Linked DNA regions of Mus musculus: region 1 is linked to region 2. The links are chromatin contacts, called in public Hi-C maps. All regions are on one chromosome and are shown on one strand. Each heading gives the region's core, a stretch centred on a gene start, on an enhancer-like site or on the middle of the called end of the contact. The rest is flanking DNA. Distances are from core to core; before and after follow the strand shown. Region 1 has its middle 62 kb from the start of Gm40677. Region 2 overlaps Ctnna3 (catenin (cadherin associated protein), alpha 3).

The links. Hi-C and Micro-C count contacts between places; a contact is called where the count stands out from the background.
Region 1: a contact with region 2 is called in a Hi-C map of cerebellar granule neurons, with 4 times the contacts expected there. The contact joins two enhancer-like sites. A contact is called at or near these places in 7 of 39 promoter capture datasets (the 3T3-L1 cell line, cranial neural crest, embryonic stem cells and 4 more), 1 of 15 datasets of contacts at CTCF or cohesin (hippocampal excitatory neurons), 29 of 484 Hi-C or Micro-C datasets (adipose-derived mesenchymal stem cells, brain, cerebellar granule neurons and 15 more) and 8 of 115 datasets of contacts at active chromatin or transcription factors (SST interneurons, astrocytes, embryonic forebrain and 5 more).

Annotation. Positions count from the first base shown.
Region 1 is chr10:66,572,180-66,577,151 of GRCm38.p6, reverse strand. No RefSeq gene overlaps it. Among named protein-coding and RNA genes, the nearest start is that of Gm40677, 62 kb to the right of the region's middle. Within about 2 kb of position 2,146, at least 7 of the 459 cell types and tissues checked have an H3K27ac peak or open chromatin away from gene starts, as enhancers often do. A contact at or near this core is called in cerebellar granule neurons, where this site is marked.
Region 2 is chr10:64,074,807-64,080,326 of GRCm38.p6, reverse strand. All of the region lies in intron 7 of Ctnna3 (catenin (cadherin associated protein), alpha 3), which reads right to left. All of the region lies in intron 2 of Lrrtm3 (leucine rich repeat transmembrane neuronal 3), which reads left to right. Among named protein-coding and RNA genes, the nearest start is that of Lrrtm3, 13 kb to the left of the region's middle. Within about 2 kb of position 3,661, at least 80 of the 459 cell types and tissues checked have an H3K27ac peak or open chromatin away from gene starts, as enhancers often do. A contact at or near this core is called in cerebellar granule neurons, where this site is marked.

The sequences.
Region 1 (4,972 bases), core at 897-3,396, 2.5 Mb before region 2:
TAAGAAACTCAAAGCCTATCTCCAGTGACACAATTCCTCTAATAAGGCCACACCCCTATGAGCCTATGGAGGCCATTTTATTTTAAAGTGCCACAGATTATCAACAAGAAATGATGCAGTTTCTGAGAAGGAGTTGCTGTCAGCTTGTATGGTGCTATTGTATTGGGATCCTTGCCTCTTTTTCCATATGTTGTGGTTGGAGGCAGGAAGACCCACAGGGGAATAGTGAACTTATTGTTAACTTGGAATATTTCATAATATTTTCTTTTAATGTAAAAATAATGCTATACTTTTCAATATGGCAATAATCAGATATGTGGGTTCATCTCTTCTCTCATTGGAGGAATTTGGGTGTGGCACAAAAATCCTTGTACATGGCCTGGCTTTGCTCCTTCCAGCCCCAGGCTGGGGACTCTTGGCTGGATTGGTTCATGTTGAACTGGAAAGGACCTTGAGTGACCTTGGAATCAAATCTACGGGGCTTTGAGGGACTTTGTCAATTGAACTAAATGAAGTAGGTATGCACACTCATCTTTCTCTATTTCCACAAGACAGATATGATACAACCAAATACCTCAACTCCTGCCTTCATGACGTCTATGCCAGGAAAGACGGAGCCCTCAGACTGTGAGACAAGATAAACCTTCCCCTTCCTTAAGTTGTTTTTGCCAGGCGTTTTGTCATAGCAACAAAATGCAACTATCTATTGGCCACTGTGGAATTGCTATGAGCTGGTTGGCACAGACCTCATGGTGAGAGTTAAGTGTCAAGACCTGTACCCTGCAACCAAAAGTCTGCTCACCTGAAAAGCTTATCTTCCAGAGGAATTATCTTTTTTTCGGGGGAGGGTACTGTTAGTAAAATTTAAATATCATTTAAAAAATGAACATTGGTCAGGAAGTTCTACATAATGCTTGTTATTGCAGGAAGGGAGCCTTGGGTCTTCTGTTTCATGTTTTTCCTGTTGCTATGAGAAATCACCAGAAGCAAAGCAAACTCAAAGAAGGAAAGGTTCTTTTTGGCTAATCATTTCTTGGGGGAAGAAGATCCACCCTGGTGAGGAAGGGATGGAAGCTGGCCAACAGACAGCTTGTTATCTGCAATCAGGAGAGAGGACAGAGTGAGAGTAAGAGGGCAAGAGAGCAGAAAAGCTAGAGAAGAGAGAGATGGAGGGAGAAAGGGGGGGAAGGGGAAGGGAGAGAGTGAGGAGGAAGGGAGAGAGGGAGAAAAAGCAAGAGGCGGGGAGGGAGGGAGGGAGGGAGGGAGGGAGGGAGAGAGAGAGAGAGAGAGAGAGAGAGAGAGAGAGAGAGAGAGAGAGAGAGAGAGAGAGAGAGAGAGAGAGAGAGAGAGAGAGAGAGAGAGAGAGAGAGAGAGAGAGAGAGAGAGAGAGAATATATGCTCACTTTTCTTTTTTATTCAGGTCAGGATTCCAGCCCATGGAAGAGCTCACAGTTAGGTTAGGTCTTCCTACCTCAACTCAATGCAGAGACTCCCTCATTTAGACATTTCCAGAAGCTTGTGTCCATGATGCTTTTAGTTGATAATCTTTACTTTCCCACCACCTTTAAAGTTGTGGGTATAATGTCCAGCCCAGGAATTATTAAGAACGTTCAAGCTCAGACTGCACTTAACTAAATTACCCTTCATCCACTATGAGATTGTTGTCACGTTTTCCACTCTATAGACAGAAGCCTTTGCAATTCGTCTCATTTGTAACATCTCCATCCTTTAAAGTACTTGTCTCTTCACCCTGACATTCCAAACTGGTTCAGCGAGACACAAAGATGTCTCCGAAGGCGGTGGGACTATTAATGCTCAGGTTTAATGAAGTGACAAATCTGATTTCGACAACACTGGCTTACCGTGGGAAAAGTGCCAAACCTAGAATCAGTTTAATTCAATGAAAGCGATGCCTTGTGTAAACTCTACATATCAAATGGCCCCATGTGTGTGTGTGTGTGTGTTTGTGTGTGTGTGTGAATGCATACATGAAAATTATGCAAATATAATAGCACGAATGTAGGTCAGTTTGGAGTAGGCTTTTCATGCCTGCTGATTTTATTTTGCTATTCCTATCTCGAACTGTAGGTGCCAGCAGAGACTTGAGGAATTGCTTCTGCATGTCTCAAACCCCTTTCAAGATGTGTTAATGACTAGGAATGGCCTTGAGCCCAGGCAATCTTGAACTGACTTTACATTCCCAAGCCACAGTTGGCATCCCTTCACAGTTTTGCATTGTACTCTTGTGGTCAGAAGTGAGCACACATCTGTGGTCTGGGAACCTTACAGTGTCTTTTAAATAGGATTTTCCTTATTGGGTGACTGTCTCTGCTCTTTACTGGGGACCCACAGGTACCCCATATAGACTTCTGCTTTTGTTGCCAGTGCCCTGCCCCACCACATCTATTTGTCATACATTTAAGCTTCTTTTGGATCCCAGAGGTTTCTCCAAGATGAATGTATCAAACTTGGCCTAACTCTTGAGTCCTTTGCACCCAGACCCGTTCCCCCAGCCCCAGGGCACAGTATACTTGTATACCTGATACAGACAATCCTGCTGGGCTTCTGATTTGTCTTTAAGTTCTATAATGGATGACACACCACCTTTCTATCCACTAAATATCCCAATCTGTAAGTTAATGGTGCATAGACTTTCACTGTTCTTCCTCATGGAGTGCCATGAAACCACAAAAGAGGGTAAAAGGGAACAGGCTATGTCCTTGAAGACATTTGGGAAGGTATTAGTTAGGCCATTGACAAAATATGCGTGATAGTCATTGCTACAAATAGCCAGCTACACAATCCACATAATTTGCCTGCTTAATATTTTACCTCTATGTTCCAACTCTTCCTAATTTGGATCTATAATAGTCTCATAATCCTGGTCAGCACTATAGCCGTAGATTTCTCTAGACCACCTGTATTAGTTATTCTCTTCATTGTTATAACTAAATACCTGACAGAAAGTGATGTAAGAGGAAAGGTTTGTCTTGGTTCACAGTTCCAGAGTCCAGGTCATAGTATGGACTCATGGCGGTAGGAGCCGCAGACAGCAGCCCAATGCAGCTGGTCACAAGGAACCTACAGCCAGGAAGCAGAGAGAGATGCATGCTGGGGCTCAGCTCACTTCCTCCTTTTCAGCCTGGGACTCCACCCATAGGATGTCATCCGTCATCTTCATTCAGGGTGAATATTCCTTGCTCATTTCAATATTTCTAGAAACACCCAATAGCTATGCCCAGAGGCATGTTTCCATGGTGATTCTAAACTAGTAAAGTTGACAGTGAACATAAACCATCACGTTGTATTTGCTTCTGTTGGGAACCTGCAGGGAAAATTGCTGAATTTAAACTACTTTAAATTTTATTGGTGAGTGAATTCAGTTCACAAGTTGATGTGGTGATTAGTTTCCGTTCGTATTTTGTCTAACCTAAAACTATTACCTAAACCGCTGTTCCATCGCCACCAAAGTGGAGGCGAATGTTTCCTCTGTGGGAAATTTACTTCTTGATGAGCTTTAGACTGGAATGTAGATTTTTGGATCTCCATTTCTCAGTTGAGGAATCCGGGTAGATTCTTTTACTAGGGTAGGTTTCCTTTCTCAGGGGCACCATGAATGGTGAATCTTATCTGATAGCATGGGTGCAACAAGTACTTAATTCTATTTCGGGACACAAGGAAAAAGGCAGAAGAGTGCATATCTGACTGTCAATGTGAGGTCCCTGAACAGTGAGACAAAAGGGAAGGCGAGAGGAGGGGCAAGAAAAGAAGAGAAAAAAAGAGTGGAAGGTGGTATTCTGCTGTGTGTTCACACACAGAGAGATAGCACTTTCTTCAAGATGGGGGATGGACATGAGTCCATCCCCCATCTCCCACCTCCACTCCAACAACCCCCTACCTTCCCCCCAATCCCCCCATCTTGAAGAAAGTGCTGCAAACTTGCTTATCATCTGTTTGGTGAGAAAAGCAAGCTGCCAGTTGTGTGAGAGTCTCTTCAGGGAACATCAAGCTCTCTCTGGAGGTGTAGATGCTGGGGTGTGCTTGGATGGATGAATGTGAGGGAGTGGCCTGACAGCCTTGCTGTGAGGAACAAGGGCTGAGTGGCAGAGGAGACTGGGGTGATTGTGGTCTTGCATGCTTCAGAGATGACCCATTCTTAGCTCCCACCTTGCAAACACCCAATTTGCTCTTGTAATTTGAAGCACTTACAATGAAAACAACAACAAAAAATGAATCCAAGAGACCCATTAAATGCTTGATGTTCGTTTTCTGGCCCAAGAGATCTGAAATGGCTGTTCAAACACAGGCTGGTGGTATATCCAGCGTAGAGAGAGCACCTTTAAAAAACCAGATGACTCTTCACTGGTTGATGTGACAGTCCCTGACTTTCTAGGGTTTGGTATGGTATGAGTTTTATTGTCATTCCCCTTTAACAATGGCACATGGGACATGGAGTTATTGGTCATTTTACAGCTCATAATAATGATTACCAGTGTATATCAGTGGAAGTGTAATTGTTATCTCTAGGCCAGAGGCATGGAAAACTAATTAAGGCTTATGGTTAATGGTGGCTTCCATTTGATGTTTAAGATGTTACTAGGTGAACTTCCAGTCTCAATTTCTCTCTTTCCCTGCCACACCCACTCCAGTGAAAACTGAGTGACAGGCCCAAAATCTTGGACCAAGTTCTGAGGCAAAAAGTTTCATGGAGTCTCCTGGAGTCTCGGCATCCTGTAGCACGAATGCTCCAAACTTGTCCCTACATCAGTTGGTGAATGGATCTGTGTGCTTTCCTTCAATATTGTTTTATTATAAGTGCCTCCAAGGAACATATAGCTAAGTTAGATTAGCCTTCACCAACGTTCCAATATCCTAGGAAATCGTTGAACCAACCTTGGGCTTTGAATTTTGTAAGAATGCTACTCATTCAGACGAAAAGCCTCCAGTGTTGACAGAGAGATAGTAAAAGAAA
Region 2 (5,520 bases), core at 2,412-4,911:
ACATCAAGGTAGCTATAAATTGCAAGGGAAAGGTCATGGTGGATTTAAAAAAAAAAAAAACCTGTTTATAGACTCTTCACATATTTAATTTAAAACATAACCCCAGTGATGGGTATTCTATGCCTTACCCTCTTGACTACTAACTTATCCTCCAAGGCTGTCATTGGAATCATGAATCTCACTTTCACATTCCTTCCTCTCTCTCACTTTAGAGGTTTTTGTTTTGTCTGTGGCATGGTTGAAATGGTCCTTTCTCGGTGCAACCTGGAGTCAGGTGTGAAGTTATCTCCCTTTGACCTTCTTGGACTCCCGTGACTTTCGCCGTTTAGGAAGATCATGTGTACTGAAATCCCTCCTACTTGTGACTCTTTATGCCTGGCTGCATGCCTCTTCCCAAATCCAGGGCAAATGTCCCATCCGAGGATCCAAGAGCACCTCCTTGTGGGAAACTCATTGTGGTGTTAGTCACTCATTTATCCACACTTACTATGTTATGCCTTCTTTCCTCCACGCCCCTCCCTGAAGAAGGGGCTTGTGTTCTAGCAGGAACATGGGCTGCTGCTCCTTAAAGAACTACTTTGAAGTCATGTCCTGGCATCTGATTAACTGTATGGCTTTAAGTTTTAGCTTCCTTGTTTAAAAAAAAAGTATTCATAAAATGATAAAACCATTACCAGGCAGCTGCAAAGGAGACAAAAGTTGGTGTGTTTTCAGACACAATTATGTGTTGGTATTTTTGTTTTGTTTTTGTTTTTGAATCATGTATTACTTAACTGGGACGTCAGAAGGTTCTTCTTCATCATCATGTAAATGAGAACCCCAGGACAGACTTGACAGGGAGCAGTGACTTTTTTTTCCCTCATGCACCCTAATATCTAGGCACCCTCATGTGTCTTAATGCTCAAATCCCAATAGAGTTTCAACTAGAATGAGACTTCTATTAAACTCAAAAGGAAGGCTCTAAGCTGGGGTAAATTCAGACATATCTTGGCATGTGACCATTACTGAAGCCATGTGTGAGGACAGTCCTCGGCCTCCAAAGGAAGCCAAGCTACCTCTCTCCCTTCCCCGTCTCTGATGTAGGCTGGTTCTCGGATCCCCAAACCATCTCAGCTCTTGTAGGATGCAGCCAATTCTGCCTCTACTCACTCTCAACCCCTCCCTGGTCACAACCCCCAGCCCCCTTTTCTGTCCTTTAAACCTGTGACAGGAACTGTGTCACAGGCTGCCCCATGCTTGAGTTCTTAAAATGCTGGTGTTAGTCTTCTGAGCAAACAGATTTCTTTTCTGAATTCTTTCAATGTCATTTGGTACAGACATTTCCAGCCATTGTGATAAAGTTACTGTTGCAAACAATCCAGAACAAACATATGAATTCTTTGGCAGCTTTATTGCATCAGTCTAATGTTTATTATATGTTATATACAATGTATTATATATAATCATACATATTATATATCATATATTATATCCTATTCTGCATGTAATATTCCCATTTTATCACTGAAGCAATTTCAAAATCTATTCTTTTGAAAAAGTGGAGTATAACCGATTACATTCAGATGGAAAAATTATTTCTATGTTGGCAATGATCTGACAGTGGCTTTTGCTTATGAAAGTTCTCGGGGTTTTCAATATTTTCCATGGCATTTGAAAGTGAAAAACAGCTTTTAAAAAAAGCAAGGAATAGCATTTTATTTAAATTACTGTACTTTGTTTTCATGAACTTGGGAGACCTGGCTTCTCTTGGAGCACTTGTTCCTGGAAAAGGTCCTTTGATCATGAGTTTAGATGGCTGTTTATCTCAGTCATTGTGTAGCTCCTGCTTTGGGCACATTCTGAGGCCTCAGCTCTCTTCCTGCTTGGAGCAGGTTACCCTCCCATCTCCCTAGGTGCTAGGCTGCAGGTCCACAACTGTCTGATCATATGCATCTCCAAAGAACGACAATTGGAGGCTCCAAATTTCAAAGACTTGTGGCAGTATATTCATCTTTCTCTTCATCTCATGAAAAAAAAAATCCAAGTATGCAGAAAGCATATGAATCACATGAAACCAAAAGCCACCCATGGCTGCGCCCCCTTCATCCCTCCATCCCTGACTTCTCTCTCATCTTCACGGTGAGTGTTTTCCTTTTCATCTCTCCATCCAACTTTTATTTGTAAGCTTATCTACGCGACTTGAACACCTACCTTCAGATCATAATAAAAGGAAAACAGTAATGATGCTTAATCTCTTAGAAAAACCAATAATTAAAATGATACAGTCTAATAATTTAATGAAATAGAGAGTAAAATATTCTAGTTGTACTTAAGATCTTTGAGGCTCTACATGAAAAACTATAATTTTGTAAATTGCAGCTTGATTCAGAGTAGAAAGCGCATGCTCTCTAGTCTCTGTTTAAGCCATGTTTTAGTTCTGGTTTGTAAGGGAGGGCAGAGTTGGGCTATCGTTTCCCAGGTGAGGTGATGCTCGGGTTGGGGACAGTGGCCCAGGTTGCCATCAGCAGAGCAGACTGGCCTTGGAGACATTTGTAATGGGAGGGCACCAATGGAGCCTTCCCTTTCTTTGTGAACACCACAAAGATCTCCAAGAGCCCCGCAGTGTGTTTTTCCTGCTGTCTGCCTGGAATTCTAAGGAAGCCTAATCTTAAATCTTCTAATAGCATTGTCCCTTTGTCCATCTTGTTCCATCCGCCCAAAGGTTCCGGTACAATCGGTTCTTCCCTTTTTAATCCATGCCCCTCTTGCTTCAGACAGGTCTAATGGCTACATCATCATTCTTTCCAGTTCTTACAAACTTTAACATCCGTATTAAAGAGGAGAAAGCGTAGGAAAGGTTGGGTTTTAAAAACGTTTTTATTCTCAGGAATGAACCATACTTCGACTAACTCAGGTAGAGTGCCTCTGCGTGGCCTGAATTCATGCAGCAAATGTTCTGAAATTCTGCTTTAACCTCTTTCCAATGAACACATTTGCATGAAATATCAAGTGATCAAATGAAGGCTCCAGGTGATTAGCTAACCTGTAGCCAGTCATAGAGGCAAGAAACATTCTGGAAATACCCAGCAGCCTTCCAGGGAGGGCCCCAAATCATTTCCCAGAGGTATGATTTGTATATAACACTGTTAGCCACAACAATCTCTTGGCATTCCATTCCTTGAAGATCCAGCAACACATTTTGCAGATGTTGAATGGTTAGCTCCTTCTCATTTGGTTGTCTGAGCTCACAGTGGCCCACTGGTGAGTCTACAGATGCGGGAAGAAACCCCGCCTGGTCTTTTATTCCTATTTCAATTGTTGCCAAGTACAGATACCATCTCTGGTGATGGGACAAAGCAACTTAGGTTTCTAAGCGTTCCTGTGCACGCCAGGAAAGACATGCTTCCTGCTGTAAGTATGTCTTAGTGCCAAGTGTTGTAAAGAATGCAGCCGAGCTTGCTCCTGGGTTTCAGAGTTCATTCTCCACCTGTAACGTAAGGGGGAAAAAAAAGAGAAGTGGCCCAACACTCATCAAGAGCACGGAGGAAAGGCCATTTAGGAAAAAAAAAAGAAGTCCTCTGTGTATGCAGGAAGGTGCTTCACAAGGCAGACAGCTACACCACAGTAGAGACAGCATTTCCTCAGCTGATTCAGTTCATTAAAATGCACAGTTACAACAGGCTTCCTTAGAGCCTGCAGCTGAATGACCAAAGTCTCCATTTGCTCCAATGTCACACGGAACGCGATGAGTCAAACATGCTGCCCAAACGCAATTCAACTTGCTAAAACCCAGCCCTGTGAACACCACATACATTCCTCGGGCACATTTTAAAAGATGCCAGCACAATTTACCACAGAAGGGGAGAAGATGTTTGCAGGCAGGCAGCAGCAGCAGGAGACTATCCTAGCTTGCTCTCAAAGTAGTTTTAAATATAATTCTCGGATAGATCTGAGGAACTTCTTTATCTCCAAACGTATGGGATTTGCATATGACAGACAGCCTCCATTGGCTTCAGGGATTTAAGAGTTATATGGAAACTCAGAGGCCACAAAATCTATTTGTCAAGTAAACTGCAGAACGCAAGGGCAGCCTGCAAGGCTCATCTGCAGACGTCCTCAGGATGAGCCTGGGAGGAGGGGTGCTAACAGCTGCAGCCTTCACTGCACTGGCGTGCCAGCCAGAATTCAAGCTGAGTGAGTCAGAGCATGGCTCAGGGAGGGGGCTGGCAAGTGAAATTAAAGAGGGGAAAAAAATAAAAAGACAGAAGTAGTTTTAAGATGCAAGTACTCCTGAAATCAGTCCACAGGTATTGGCAGAGTCACATTCACATAGGCGTGACCTGTAGAATTTTAAAGATATTCCAATCAAATCGCAGCATGGAAGACTTGCTTTTATTCCCTGGTGTCAGAGAGAGCTTGAGTTATGTCCAGCTTTTGGTTTTGTTAGACTAGTAGCCTGAGGTATTGCTAGTTCTGCCATCTGTAAAAGGCCACTTTATGACCCAAGACGATTCTGAAAGTAAGCAGAGACAAAGAGGTACCAAGTCAGCTGAAAAGACCTCTGCCCACTCTCACCAAGTGTTTGCACACAGAGCAGCTAGCTGACTTTTATGGCAAGGTGGATAGCCCGACATTAAATGTTGAAGTTGCCAATACAGCAGTTTGCCACGATGGCTAAATGTTCCTTGATCAGCCATCACGTCAGACAGCAGAAAGGAGAGGCATCTTCCAGCAACTCGAGAGCCCCCTGCGAACAAACTTTAATAGCTTTCTTACGCTATGGTGGTTTTGCATAGCACTGAAGAAGCAATCTAATGCTGGTGTTAGTTCTACTAACAATATAGCATCTCTATTTAATCAGCATCACCTGAGAAACTGCATCTGTCATCTTTCTAATAATCCCCTATAAAGCTTGGTTGGGATGCTTTTCCTGTAACTCAAGTCCCCTCCACTGTTAATTTTGTCCTCAAACCATCAATATATCTCCAAAGTCACTGTTCTTTCTACTAATGCTAAGTCACATGGCCGGAAGAAGTTGCCATCTAGTTGACTATTTTTAAGTTACTTTATTTGTGAGTGAGTATGTATGTATGTATGTTTGTGTGTGTGTGTGTGTCCCAATGCATTTGTGTATATGTGGAGGTCAGAGGACAACTTGCAGAAATCAGTATATTCCTGTGGCAGTATAACTTGTTTTCTCCTGTCATGTCAGTTCCCACAATCAAACTCAGGTTTCTGTGTTTGTCTACAAGCATCTTTGCCCACTATTGAATCATGTCCCCAGACCTATAAAACTAATTTTTTTTTAAAACATAGTTGGTTTCTGGTGTGAAGCCAATGTAGACAGTTGGAGAAATATATCACAATATTAATATTTATATTTTAAAATTTTAAACTCAGTGTGATATGATAGCTAAATTGCATAAGAGAAAACTCTCCCAAGAGATCTGTGATTGTTTTCTCCATGATCTGGGATTCTCTGAAACACACCTGTGGGGAAGCTACATTTATTGTCTTAATTGGCAGGGAAAACCCAACCCC